Linked DNA regions of Sus scrofa: region 1 is linked to region 2. Evidence: chromatin contacts called from public Hi-C data. All regions are on one chromosome and are shown on one strand. The core of a region is the stretch at or near the end of the contact, and the rest is flanking DNA. Distances in the headings are between cores, read along the strand shown. Region 1 holds the start of CXADR (coxsackievirus and adenovirus receptor). Region 2 has its middle 130 kb from the start of CXADR.

Region 1 (6,065 bases), core at 973-3,472, 130 kb before region 2:
CAGGGGTCGAACCCGCAACCTCATGGTTCCTAGTCGGATTCGTTAACCACTGAGCCACGACAGGAACTCCCGACCCCTCATCTTTAGGGGAAGCTTTGGAAATTTCAGCCCGGCCTAAATGATATGTATTAAAAAGGTGGAGGTAGTGCTATAGACCCAGATAGAAGATTAGACTTGTTAATAGAATGTTGATCCCAGGAGTAATGCTCACAGCTGTGGCATCCAACAATGGAATTAACATTTCAACAGGAAGCAGAGAGCCAGCCTAATAGAAAGGGCTACTCGACTCCGCTTTAGAGTGCTTAAAAATATCCTACTGGAGGCTACACAAAATGTGCCTCCTAGGGTTCCACCTATGCAATTTTTTTGTTGGTTTAAAGGATTTTGGGGATCTAAAATTCGACAAGTGATTACTTGGACAAAACAAGATCAGTTCTTTTTTAAGCAGTCAATGATTACGCCTTCTACTGGTCCAGGCATTTTTAAAAAGCCTATTTTTCCCTCCCCAGAAAGAGGCAGTCGAATGCGTGTTTGGCGAATCCTTTCGGAATTACCCTGAGCACATCATCCCATCTTATGATCAAAATGAATCAAATCATTACATACTCAAAACCAAGGTTAGTAATTTCTCCTCTGCACTTTACCCAATGGGAGGAGAAATCAATACTGCATTTTTGCAGGAACCTACTTCTGATTTTCCACGGTCTACTTCGTCGAGTTACCGTCTAGTTAACAGCTCATGCCTGGGCTCGCCTCTTCTATGAGATCAAGAATGCTCAAGCTACAGTTCGTTCATCGCCTCTTTCCTAGAGGTAGCCTGGACGATCCAAGGCACTGAAAAGCCCGGTGTCCATTTAATCATGGCGTTTGTAATTCAGCCTCCCCGCTTAGACTGCTCGACACCTGAAAACTCACCGCCCAAGGCTTTTGAAGTCGGCTAACCCTGGACACACTCGACACCACGGCTAAGAGAAAGGGTAAGAGCAAAGAAAGCAAAGCCCGCACCCACCGCAAAGAACAGTCTGGCAGAGACGCCAGGCGCACCCAGCACGCCGCGCCCACCCACCGGCGCCCGGGGAGACTCCCCACCGCCACCCTCAAGCCGGGGCTCGGTCAGCTCGCTCCAACTCCCCCGCACCAGGCACCCCACGCCACCTCAGGGCTCCCTTCCCAGCCGCCCCACCTTCGCAGCTCGCGAGCCCGGCCGCTCAAAATCATCCCAATGCAATTCCGCGCGTACCGCCACGGCTGCCGCAGCCCCCAAATCGCTCCCGCCCCCTCCCCCACGCCTCATTGTTCCCGGGTGACCGCAGGCAGCGAACGCCCCAGGGCTGGCCAGGCAATGAGGACCCGAGGGACCGAATTGCCCCCACTCACCCGCGACTCCACACAGGAGCACGAAGCGCAGCAGAAGCGCCATGGTGGCGGCCCGGCCGTGGGCGACGACTGCAGGTAGGCGGCTCTAAACCCGGTCTCAGTCACCCGGCTCCTCGCGCGCTCCCGACTGGCTGACGGCGGCGGCACCTCGCAGCCTGGTCCCACCCCGCCCTCGCTCGGCAGGTGAAACACGTCACTTCCGGTAGTGGCGAAGCCCCTCGGCGCGCGCGGTCCCCGCCGGGCGCGTGGGGTTGCCACGGCAACCGGGAGCCCCTCACTGGCTGCCCTTGGGGACACTCCCCAGAAAGGAACTCCCGGCCGGCGGAGCTCCCGCGTTGAGGTGCGCCAGCGGCCACTGGCCCCAAGCCTGAACCGGGATCTCCGTCTCAATGCCTTCAGTTAAATCGGGTTTGTGCACGTGGGTCCGGCCAGCTGGTCTCCCCAGAAGACTAAAACTGCGGTAGCGCCCTTGCCTCAAGACATCGCACCGGACCCTGAAGGGCAGCTAAAGCGGGCAGCCGCGTCCGCACTAACCCTCCCCTCCCCTCGGGGTAGTAGGGGTGGGGGCCTCCGGCCAGCCACGCCTCCTACCTCTGGAGCTTTGCTGCTGGGGCGGGCTCTCCCACCTAAGGTTCCAGATAAAGGAAGCCAACTGGGCAGCCCCTCGCATTTGTACCCATCTCGTTGAGACGACTAGGCTGCTGAAGAAGGCTACGGAAGGCTTTTCCGCATCCCCAGTATTGCTTAACCTCCTAAATTGCGGCTATGGAATTGGAAAATACCCGGATTGGGTTTCCTCCTTTGTATTTAAAGGTTATTCCAGCCCTGAAATTGGCCAACAAAGACTAGAGAGCTTGAAAATTGGGGGTTAGCAGGGACGGTTAATGTCCTGGGGCGGGGCGGGGGGGTAGAGCTGGGGGAGTCAGGCAATTGAAGAACTTGAATATGCCAGAATCTTCCTGACTTTTCTGTCACCTGGTGCCCTCCATACTTGTTCTGTCATTTTGCTGCTTATTCTTGGTTGCTCTTTCCAGATAACGTTTATTTATAACTGCTGAGAGACTTTAGTGTTTCCAAGAGTTCCTTATTAGGAGTCAATTAGAGGAGGGAGGCAGTGGATTGGGGTGGGTAAACACTTGCGCTCCGGAATGGGGCAGTAACTGGGCAAGTAACTTCGAAGTAGCACCCACCTCAAAGGTAGCTATGAAGGTTAGATGAGATAATGCACAAAAGAATGCTTGGCACTGTGCCTGGCACATAGTAAGTGCTCAGTAAAGTGGAAGCTAATAAAAAATAATATTGGAAAATTCTTGTTAGTTATTGAACCAGCAAAGAAAATAAACTAGTTATCAAGAAGACCAAAGTTGCCCTACTGCAGTTTAGCCTGGTGGTTTGTAACCCTGCAGATCAGAATTTCTGGAGAAATTATATGAAATGCCAAGACCTCCAGCAATTCTGATTTAATTTGTCTGCAGTAGAATCCTGGCTCATCTCAGGAGAGTCCTGATTACCCTCTAGGAACTATTAGGTAAGAAAACAGGAATTCTATTGGATGTAACTGAAGGGGTTCCCCCTGTGGTGCAAAGGGATCCCGGGTGTTTCTGGCTGGGAGGCAGTTTCCATACTCAGCCCAGCACAATGGGTTAAGGATCCAGCAGCTGTAGTGTAGGTGGCAACTGCAGCTGGAATCTGATCCCTGGCCTGGGAACTCCATATGCCGCCTGGGGCAGTCAAAAAATAAAAATAAAATATTTGGAACTGAAAATTTTGTGCAATGAAATCAGAAAATGTTGGGGTTTTTTGTTTGTTTGTTTGTTTTGTCTTTTTGCCATTTCTTGGGCTGCTCCTGCAGCATATGGAGGTTCCCAGGCTAGGGGTCGAATTGGAGCTGTAGCCACTGGCCTATGCCAGAGCCACACCAACATGGGATCCAAGCCGCGTCTGCAACCTACTCCAGAGCTCACGGCAATGCCGGATCCCTAACCCACTGAGCAAGGCCAGGGATCAAACCCAAAACCTCATGGTTCCTAATCGGATCCGTTAACCACTGAGCCATGACATGAACTCCAGAAAATATTAAGTATTAAAGTCCATATCTATTTCAGACTCTTATGAGGATTTTTCTAGTATTAATCACTTCCAAGCAGTACACTCATTTGTTATTAAGTTGCTACCTTTGTGTCTCCTTCAGTAGAAATCAAACCCACCCTTCAGAGTTCATCTCAACCACTTACTACAGGAAATTCTCAGTAATTTACCCCAAAGGATTTTTAATCCCTTTCCTTCTGGTATTTTGCTTTACGGTCCTTACCTTTTGCCTCCTGTGGTTGGTATTTTCATACCTATCAATGATTTCTCTTACTCTGAATATTCCTACAAAGCCAAAAGGTACATCATTCATCTTTTTTTTTTCTCTTTGAAGCACAGCCCATAGTAGGTTCTTTAGTATTTGATGAACTGAATATGTTTAATTTATATATTAGCATATGATATATGTTAATAAAGACTACATAAATATCCATGTGATAACTCAAATCATTACATCTTAATATATCTTTTTAGGATGTACTTCTGAGTGTAAATTTCACAAAACTAATGTTTTCTACTTCTTCAGATTATTTAACACAGATTTTTCCAAATGTATCATCTCTAAGATTTAAGTAATTTTGAAAGAAGCAGTTTGTCCTATTTAGTGAACTATTTTTCTTTTAGAAATTATATTAAAACTGGGGGAAAAAAGGAAAAAAATGTTATATGAAGTTGTCTTTAGACTTTGGTTTGAGTACATTATTTCATATAAATAGTAGCTAAAATTACGCAGTAACCTGAAACTATTTTTTTCTTTTTTGTCTGCCCAATGACATATGGAGTTCCGAGGCCAGGGATCAAATCTGAGCCACAGTTGAGACCTAAGCCACAGCTACAGCAAGGCCAGATTCTTAAACCTCTGTGCCGGCCCAGAATCAAACCTGTACCCCACTTCTCCCAGGACACCGCTGATCCATTGAGCCACAGTGGGAACTCTGCGAAACTCCTTTTTTTTTTTTTTGTCTTTTTGCTTTTTCTAGGGCCACACCCACGGCATAGGGAGGTTCCCAGACTAGGGATCTAATTGGAGCTGTAGCTACTGGCCTACACCAGAGCCATAGCAACATGGGATCTGAGCCACATCTGCGACCTATACCACAGCTCACGGCAACACCAGATCCTTAACCCACTGAGTGAGGCCAGGGATCGGACTGAAACCTCATGGTTCCTAATCGGATTCATTAACCACTGAGCCACGACCGGAACTCCAGCCGTGAAACTTATTAACGGAACCTTAAAAAGCTTTTGTAGTGCTTGTCAGCTTGGAAATTTTGTCTCCTGGAAGCTGTAATGAGATAATCTCATTGATTCTAGAACACATAAATTATGAACTGTTTGGTATCTTCAAACCAAGCTGGAGTTCCTGTTGTGCCTCAGTGGTTAACAAAACCTGACTAGTATCCATGAGGATGCGGGTTCGATCCCTAGCCTTGCTTAGTGGGTTGCAAGGATCCCAGCGTTGCCATGAGCTGTGGGTAGGTCACAGACTCAGCATTTCTATGGCTGTGGCTGTGACTGTGGCCGGCAGCTGTAGCTTGATTTTATCCCTAGCCTGGGAACCTCCATATGCTTCAGGATGTGGCCCTAAAAAGACAAAAAGACAAAAAAGTGGCTCTGGCGTAGGCCAGTGGCTATAGCTCCGATTAGACCCCTAGCCTGAGAACTGTGTGCCATGAGTGCGGCCCTAGAAAAGACAGGAAAAAAAAAAAAAAAAAAGGAAAACCAAGCTAACAAATAGCACACAACCATTAAATGAATTGCCCTTTCTTGGTAAGGGACCAAGCACTCTAAGACAGGCATTGGTTGGAAGGGAAAGTTTGCATTATCCAGGAGGCTGGCAGCCTGGGGTCCAAGAACCAACTCCCAAGATTCTGCTCAACCATGGAAGTTTTTAAAGGGAGAAAGGGGAAGTTAATTGCAGTTAATCATTTAGGGAGGAAGTCAGAGGATTTGATATCTTCTGCTGTGTGCACACTTTCTTCTGATGGGTTCATGGTGAGGTAACAGGATGTTGCTTCAGAAATCTTGTGTTCAGCCTAAAGTTACCATCCTCTACCTGGGTGAGGGCCTTAGTTCCCGCAGAAGAACTCAAAGATATTGTTATGTTTATCCCTTGAGGAGGAAGCAGGAATCTGCTTTATGGCTGCACTATTGTTTCTTTATTGCTCCTCCTTTGTTTCTGTATTCCCTCACTTTTCTGATTAGCAATTTTTGACTCACCTTTGAACCTCAAGGAAGGTCAAGGAGGCTGAGGGAAGCCTATCTCCTTCAAACAAGAAATGGGAATAAAAGTCATTATAAAAAATAATTAAAGGAGTTCTTGTCGTGGCTCAGCGGAAATGAAACTATCATCCATGAGGACAAAGGTTCTATCCCTAGTCTCGCTCAGTGGGTTATGGATGCGGCTTTTTCCTGAGCTGTGGTGTAGGTCACAGATGGGGCTTGGATCTGGCATTGCTGTGGCTGCGGCACTGGCCGGCAGCTGCAGCTCCAATTTGACCCCTAGCCTGGAAACCTCCATATGCTGCAGATGCAGTCTTAAAAGGACAAAGATAATAATAATTATAATAAATTTTTTTTAAATTAAAAAAAAAGAAAGT
Region 2 (6,481 bases), core at 2,952-5,451:
ATGTGGGTTTGATCCCTGGCCTTGCTCAGTGGGTTAAGGATCCAGCATTGCTGTGAATTGTGGTGTAGGTCGAAGACTCGCCTTGGATCTGGCATTGCTGTGGCTGTGATGTAGGCCAGCAGCTGCAGCTCGGATTTGACCCGTAACCTGGGAACCTCCATATGCTGCAGGGTGTGGCCCTAAAAACAAAAGGAAAAAAAAAAAAAGGGGGCAAATAGCAACAATGGCCACCATATAACCTACTATCAAGGTAGCTTACGTTCAACTTTAGATTCTGCTATGTTGATTTTTACTACATATCTCTCTGAAGATGAGTATTTGGTGGTTGCAGTGATAAAAAGAAGATAGCACATGATAATCAAGTGGAACAGGAAATGAGGCTGATGGTTTCTAATCTGATTCTGAAGTTTGAGTGGATGGTGTTATATTAGGGTACTCCAGAGAAACAGAACTAATAAGATCTCTGTCCACACATAGCTGTTGATAAGAAGAAATGGATTTAGTGTGAGGGATTGGCAGGCTGAGAAGTCCCATGGTTCGCCTGTCTGGAAGCTGGAGGCCCAGCAAAGTCGGTGGTGCAGTTCTAGTCCAACCTCAGAGGCCTGAGAGCCAGGGCGTCAGCGCTCTAAGTTCCAGTTTGAGTCCAAAGGTCCAAGAACGAGGAGCACTGATGTCTGAGGGCATGAGGAGATGGATGGCCCGCTCAAGCAGAGAGCCGGTTTGCTCTCCCTCTGCCTTTCTGTTTCTGCTGTCCCTCAGCGGATTGGATGATGCCCACGTGGGAGAAGGTGATCTGCCTTCCTCGGTCCACTGATTCCAATGAGAAGAGAAACATCCTTCCCAACACACCCCAAAATAATATTTTGCCAGCTCTCTGCGCATCCCTTAGCCCAACTGACTCATAAAATTAACCATTATAGTGCCTGACAGGTACCTGTACCTCCCTGGTAAGTGTAGTGGTTTAAAAATATGTCCAGAATCATTCGACAACTTTTCTCTTAAGGGATGGAGACTAATTTCTCTCCTCTTGAATATGGGCTCTGGACTTAATAACCAGCTTCTGGAAAATAGAATATGGCATTAGTGATGGTGTGTGGCTTCCACGTCTGTGTTATAAAAGGCGTTGCATTCTCCTCCTTGCTGTGCTCTTGGATCACTCCCTTTCAGGAAGTCAGCTGCCAGGTTGTGAAAACACTCAAGCAGCCCTACAGAGATGCCCACGTGGTGAGGAACTGAGCCTGTTGTCCAACAGCCAACAGGGAACTGAGGCCACCTGCCACGCATCATGTGAATGACCCCTTTTGGAAATGGGTCCTCCATCTCCAGTGAAACCTCCAGGGGCTGCAGCCACAGCTCACATCCTGACTGCAACCTCAGGAGGGATACTGAGCCACAGCCACCCAGCTAAGCCCTCCAGGATTTCTCACCCCACAGAAAAGATGAGATAATAAATAACTGTTGTTTAAGCTTAAACCAAACTTGGGGGGTAGTTTGTTAGGCAGCAATAGATAACAGAGTAAGTGTGAAATCAAGAAATAAAATATTTTTTCTTTTTTTATGTGCTTCCTTTTTTTTTTTTGTTAGGGCCACACCCACGGCCTATGGAGGTTCCCAGGCTAGGGGTCTAATCAGAGCTGTTGCTGCCGGCCTATGCCAGAGCCACAGCAATGCCACGTTCGAGCCTCGTCTGCAACCTACACCACAGCTCATGGTAATGCTGGATCCTTAACCCACTGAGCGAGGCCATGGATCGAACCTGTAACCTCATGGTTCCTAGTCGGATTCATTTCTGCTGAGCCACGATGGGAACTCCTGTGTTTACTTTTTTCAAACAGCTATTAAGTTGTTGCAACCTAAATACTTCTTTGGTTGTTAAACCTAAGAACTTAGTACACAAACTTTGGGTTTTTTCCTTTCTTTTCTTTTTTTTTTTGGCCTGGCACATGATGGAAAAGTTACTGAGACACTATGGGTGCTGTGTACTGTCAGAGTTTGGAAAGCTCATCATTAAGTTAAAGATAGTTGATAACATTTTTCCTTTAATTTATTTAGGCAGATACCTTATTTTTTGAATGGAAAAATTCATTACTTTTGATATTTTTTTCTTATTATGTCAATGGAGCCATGAAAATGGAAAAAAAAATTACACGTAGAATTAACTTCTATCTAGGAAAGTGATTTGAGAGTAAATTGGTTAGTCTTCGATAAACATGAATGACATTTTTGGCTTATAGATATCACATATATAGGGGATAATATAAAATACGAGAATAAATTAACTTGTACATACAATGAAAAGTGGAAATCTTATGGATTTAGCCCTATGTGCCTTCAATGCGCAAATCTGTTTACTGGAAATAAGAAGAGATAAAGCTCCACCTAGTGGTAGCTGGTGATATAATTTAGAAAAGAATTGTAACAAGTTTCTTTACCTTGGGCCAGTGTTTTAAAGATATTTAACCTGTTTTTTTAACGTCATATACTATTAAACCCTTAATAATAACTTTGGATTTTAACCTTTTTTTTCTTTATCTTTTTAGGGCTCCACCCCTGGCATATGGAGGTTCCCAGGCTAGGGATCAAATTGGAGCCGTAGCTGCCTACACCACAGCCAGAGCAACTTGGCATCCGAGCCGCGTCTGCGACCTACACCACAGCTCACAGTAAAGCTGTATACTTAACCCACTGAGTGAGACTGGGGATCAAACCAGTGTCTTCATGGATACTAGTCAGATTTGTTTTCCGATGAGCTACCATGGGAACTATGGATTTTAAATTTTTCAAATGCAAGGACAAGACGCATGACTTTTTAAGCCAAATTCAGCAGCACTGGGTAGCTTTATTTTATATAGGAAAACGAAATCTTTTCATGTTATTATATTGAAAAAATAAACTCAATGAAGTATAAAGTTTTCTCAAGGCCGAATGCATCATTACTGTTAGCAACTTACAAACACACAGTGCCCCTCTCATTATGAATAAATCAGTTATGATGTAGCATCTTCCAACTTTCTTGTCCCTGAAGTTAACACATATTTAAAACACTGACTTTGTGCTAAATACCTAACTGTGTAGAGGGGTTTGGAAAGAGGCAGGGAGAGATTAAAAAAAGTGAACATGTGTGCGGTGGTTCTGCAGATGATGGAGGAAGTAGGTTCTGTGAGAATCCATTTAAAAAAACCTCACCTGGGTCCAAGGGAACAGACGAAATGTGTGTAGACTGTGAGTTGAGCTGAACTGCTGAAGCTGTTTTGCTGTGTGATTTACCCTGGCCTCACACAAAGGTTTGATAAACTGTTGCTTGAACTAAGAATCCATTGCCCTCACAAGAGAATAATAACCATGCTTTGTGAATGTGCTAATTACTCTCCATTTATGCTTGTAATGGGAATATCTATTTATTTGTCTCCGAGGATTGTGACATTATCCCCTCTCAGCACAGTGAGTCATTTTTCACTAGGAAGACTTCTGCCAGTGTTTATTTAACCTTCTCTTCAGAATTGTCACCCATCTATTCTTCATATTAGGTGATTAATAATTTGTGCCATTTGAGCAGAGGAGGACTGATTTAATCCATAATACAGTTAATAAACCTACTTTTAAAAATGCAAAATCATCTCAACTTATGTTTAAAACAATTAACGTGAATTAAAAATAATTAGTTTACACTAGAGAAGTGTGGTTCAGTTGGTAGACATTCATGAACTCAGTGGAATTTTAGGGCCCAAATGCATATCATTTAGAATTCTAGTTTAGCTTTACAGATGTCTGTACCCCACAGCGGACTGGAGCTATATGGCACCTCTTTTCCTGGTTCCAGAGTTAAATTCACCTATAGAAAAGTCAGTGGAGAGACACAGGAAGCTGGTAGACTGGGAATAAACATCTCTAATGAATACCATTTTTTTTTTTTTAAACTCAATTGATCAGGGAGAAGCCTTAAAAGACTTTGTATTGGCTTTATTCCTCCAATAAAAAACGAAGTGAATTTTAAACATGCAACAACTCATTTGACACTTATCTATTTGTTCCTAGTTATTTATTATAATCACGAGTCAGAATTCAAAATTCCTTTAAGTAGGTAGATTGCAATTGCAGCAAATGAAGAATAGCTTTGTTCAGGGCAACATGGACACTTAGATTATAGCTAAAGGATGTTTTACGTTCTCTGTGTACTTTCGGTTGCAAGTGCAGAAATCCAAGCAGCCTTATTTAAACAAGAACTTGATTTACTGGCCTGTGTGACTGGGGTGAGGAGGAACTGGCACCAGGTACAAGGAGGTCAAAGGGGAAGCAAAATGCTCATTGCCTTCTTCCTCTCTCTGCACTCAGACCCTGGTTTGCTCTGGGTCGATAATCTGGCCTGGTTTGGTTAGAGTGGGCAACCCCCAGGACAGACCACCCAGGACATAACCAAGGTCCTTGCTATTCCCACAGATCAGCGACAGCGGCGCTATCCAAATGCTTGTTAGAAATGCAAGCCCTCAGGCCACCTCACATCTACTGAATCAGAATCTTCAGAGTAAAGGATCCCTAGTTGATGGGTGGGCACGTTAAGCTTTTGAGAGTGTCTGTACTGGACCACTGTCATTAGGGAAAGGGGGCTTTATCATTGGCTGGGCCAGCGGCTCATTGGCGAGAAAATGAGTATTGGGGTGTGGGAGGGTGACAGGCAGCACCATCAGAATCACATGATTGGTGTGAGAGAATCCAGAAGTGAAGGAATGGGCAGGTAAAAACAGTGCATCAGCACTGTAATTCATGAGTGCTGATTTTGATCAGAAGAAGGGAATGGCTTGGGCTCAATCTTATTTTTGAGAAAATATTGAGAACAAATTTGGGACATCTAAGGTCGTTTCTAATGGAATGAAGCTGGAAAGCACCTGGGTATATAGTTTATTTTTCATTATTCAGTGAATTTTACTGTATGTATAATTGTACAGCCATCATCACAACCTAATTTTAGAACATTTCCATCTGTGTATATATTTTACAGCTTAAAACACATCTGGTATATCAGGGCCTTTTTTTTCTGAGATAAACTTGTGAGTTTCAGAGTGAAATCAAAGCGTACCAAGCTTGCTAACTTTATCTGCCTGAGAAAATTGTTTGATTTCTCTAATGGACTTTTGTCATCGTCATTCCCTCGTGGTAGGGGATTCTACAGAGAATTCCCTACTTTATGGAACCCGATAGGAGGTGGAGCCCACCTGCTGCTGTCTGAGGAAAATGCCAGTTACATGCTTTCTGTACTTGCTACAGCATGTGGCTCAGGCTCTGTCAATCAGATATTTCTCTCCCAGACACTGAGTCAGGAGCTACCAACCCATCGAAATGTGGGACAAGAGGGAATGTTCTCTTAGCCTTGACAGTGGTTGTGATAAAATGAAATTCTACAGGCTATGGTAGTAGCAGCACAAACTAGTCAACGCAGGAGTAGTGCTGCCCTTTCAGACAGGGCTTTAGTTTTACCTCATGATTCTTTCTGTGCAGCTCTGAGCTTTGTATGCAACCTTCTTGGAAATTCGATAAATGCTGCCGAAATGAGCCAGAATCAGTATCTCCCCTGTACCAGGCTGGGTTCTGTGGGCTTGTGATCTGTGTAGTCCCGTAGGGCTTTGCTGCACAGAACCGGCCCTGCCCTTGGCTTAATGCTCAGCTGTCACAGTTTTGAAATTCCTAATCATTTTCTCAAGGAGACCCGTGTTTTTATTTCATCCTGGGCCCCACAAGTTGTGGGTAGCTGGTCCTGCTGTACCTAGCAATGCTGATTGCTAATATTTCTTTTTCAAAAACACAAATTAATGAGACCAGGATGCCTGAACTGCTTGAGAAGATATCAGAACAAAGAGAGGTGTTCCTGCCTCCTTTTTTCGACAGTTGTCATCTTCCCTTGTGCTGTAGTTCTTTGTGAATCCATATTGCTTCTTCTATTACATTGGGAATTTCTAAGAGTCCAAGCTGTTCCTGCGACATCTTATTCCTCTCTGTCTCCTGTCGGTCTATTATCTTTTGTCTGTCTATCTACTTACATTTGTGCAACTCATTTTAAATTATCTAACCTCATTTGATCCTCATCTAAGCCCTGTATATGTTGTTATTATTGCTTTATACTTACTATTGTTGAAGGACTGTGTCCCAGGTAGGTCGTTCGTCCAAGTTCACTCCCTCCATGATAATGACATTAGGGTCAAAACCCAGGGCTCTGTGCCTAAGTCCTTTTCCCCTAGGCTTTATACTTCCTAAGCGTGCTTCTGTAAGCATCTCAGAAGTGAGAACTTCCATTGCACAAATGAAGATGTTTTAGAAATTTCGACAGACTGCTCAAAGTATGGACATGGTAATGAATAGACTAAAAGTTTGATTTAAGCCTAACTCCATGGAATTTTCTAAAATGGTAGGAAAAAAGAGAATTGGAGTACATTTACAATGAAACCGTTCTAGTTTATATTCCTAGAGATTTTTGAAAATTGTATAGTTA

The links. Hi-C and Micro-C count contacts between places; a contact is called where the count stands out from the background.
Region 1: a contact with region 2 is called in a Hi-C map of omental adipose tissue, with 1.6 times the contacts expected there. The contact joins the promoter of CXADR here to the enhancer-like site in region 2. A contact is called at or near these places in 1 of 5 promoter capture datasets (liver) and 3 of 47 Hi-C or Micro-C datasets (brain, embryonic fibroblasts and omental adipose tissue).

What each region holds. Positions count from the first base shown.
Region 1 is chr13:182,130,573-182,136,637 of Sscrofa11.1, reverse strand. CXADR (coxsackievirus and adenovirus receptor) reads right to left here and starts at 2,222. Exons shown (of 7, transcript XM_013982543.2): 1 at 1,378-2,222. The coding sequence starts at 1,420.
Region 2 is chr13:182,003,436-182,009,916 of Sscrofa11.1, reverse strand. No RefSeq gene overlaps it. Among named protein-coding and RNA genes, the nearest start is that of CXADR, 130 kb to the left of the region's middle. Within about 2 kb of position 4,201, at least 4 of the 83 cell types and tissues checked have an H3K27ac peak or open chromatin away from gene starts, as enhancers often do. A contact at or near this core is called in omental adipose tissue, where this site is marked.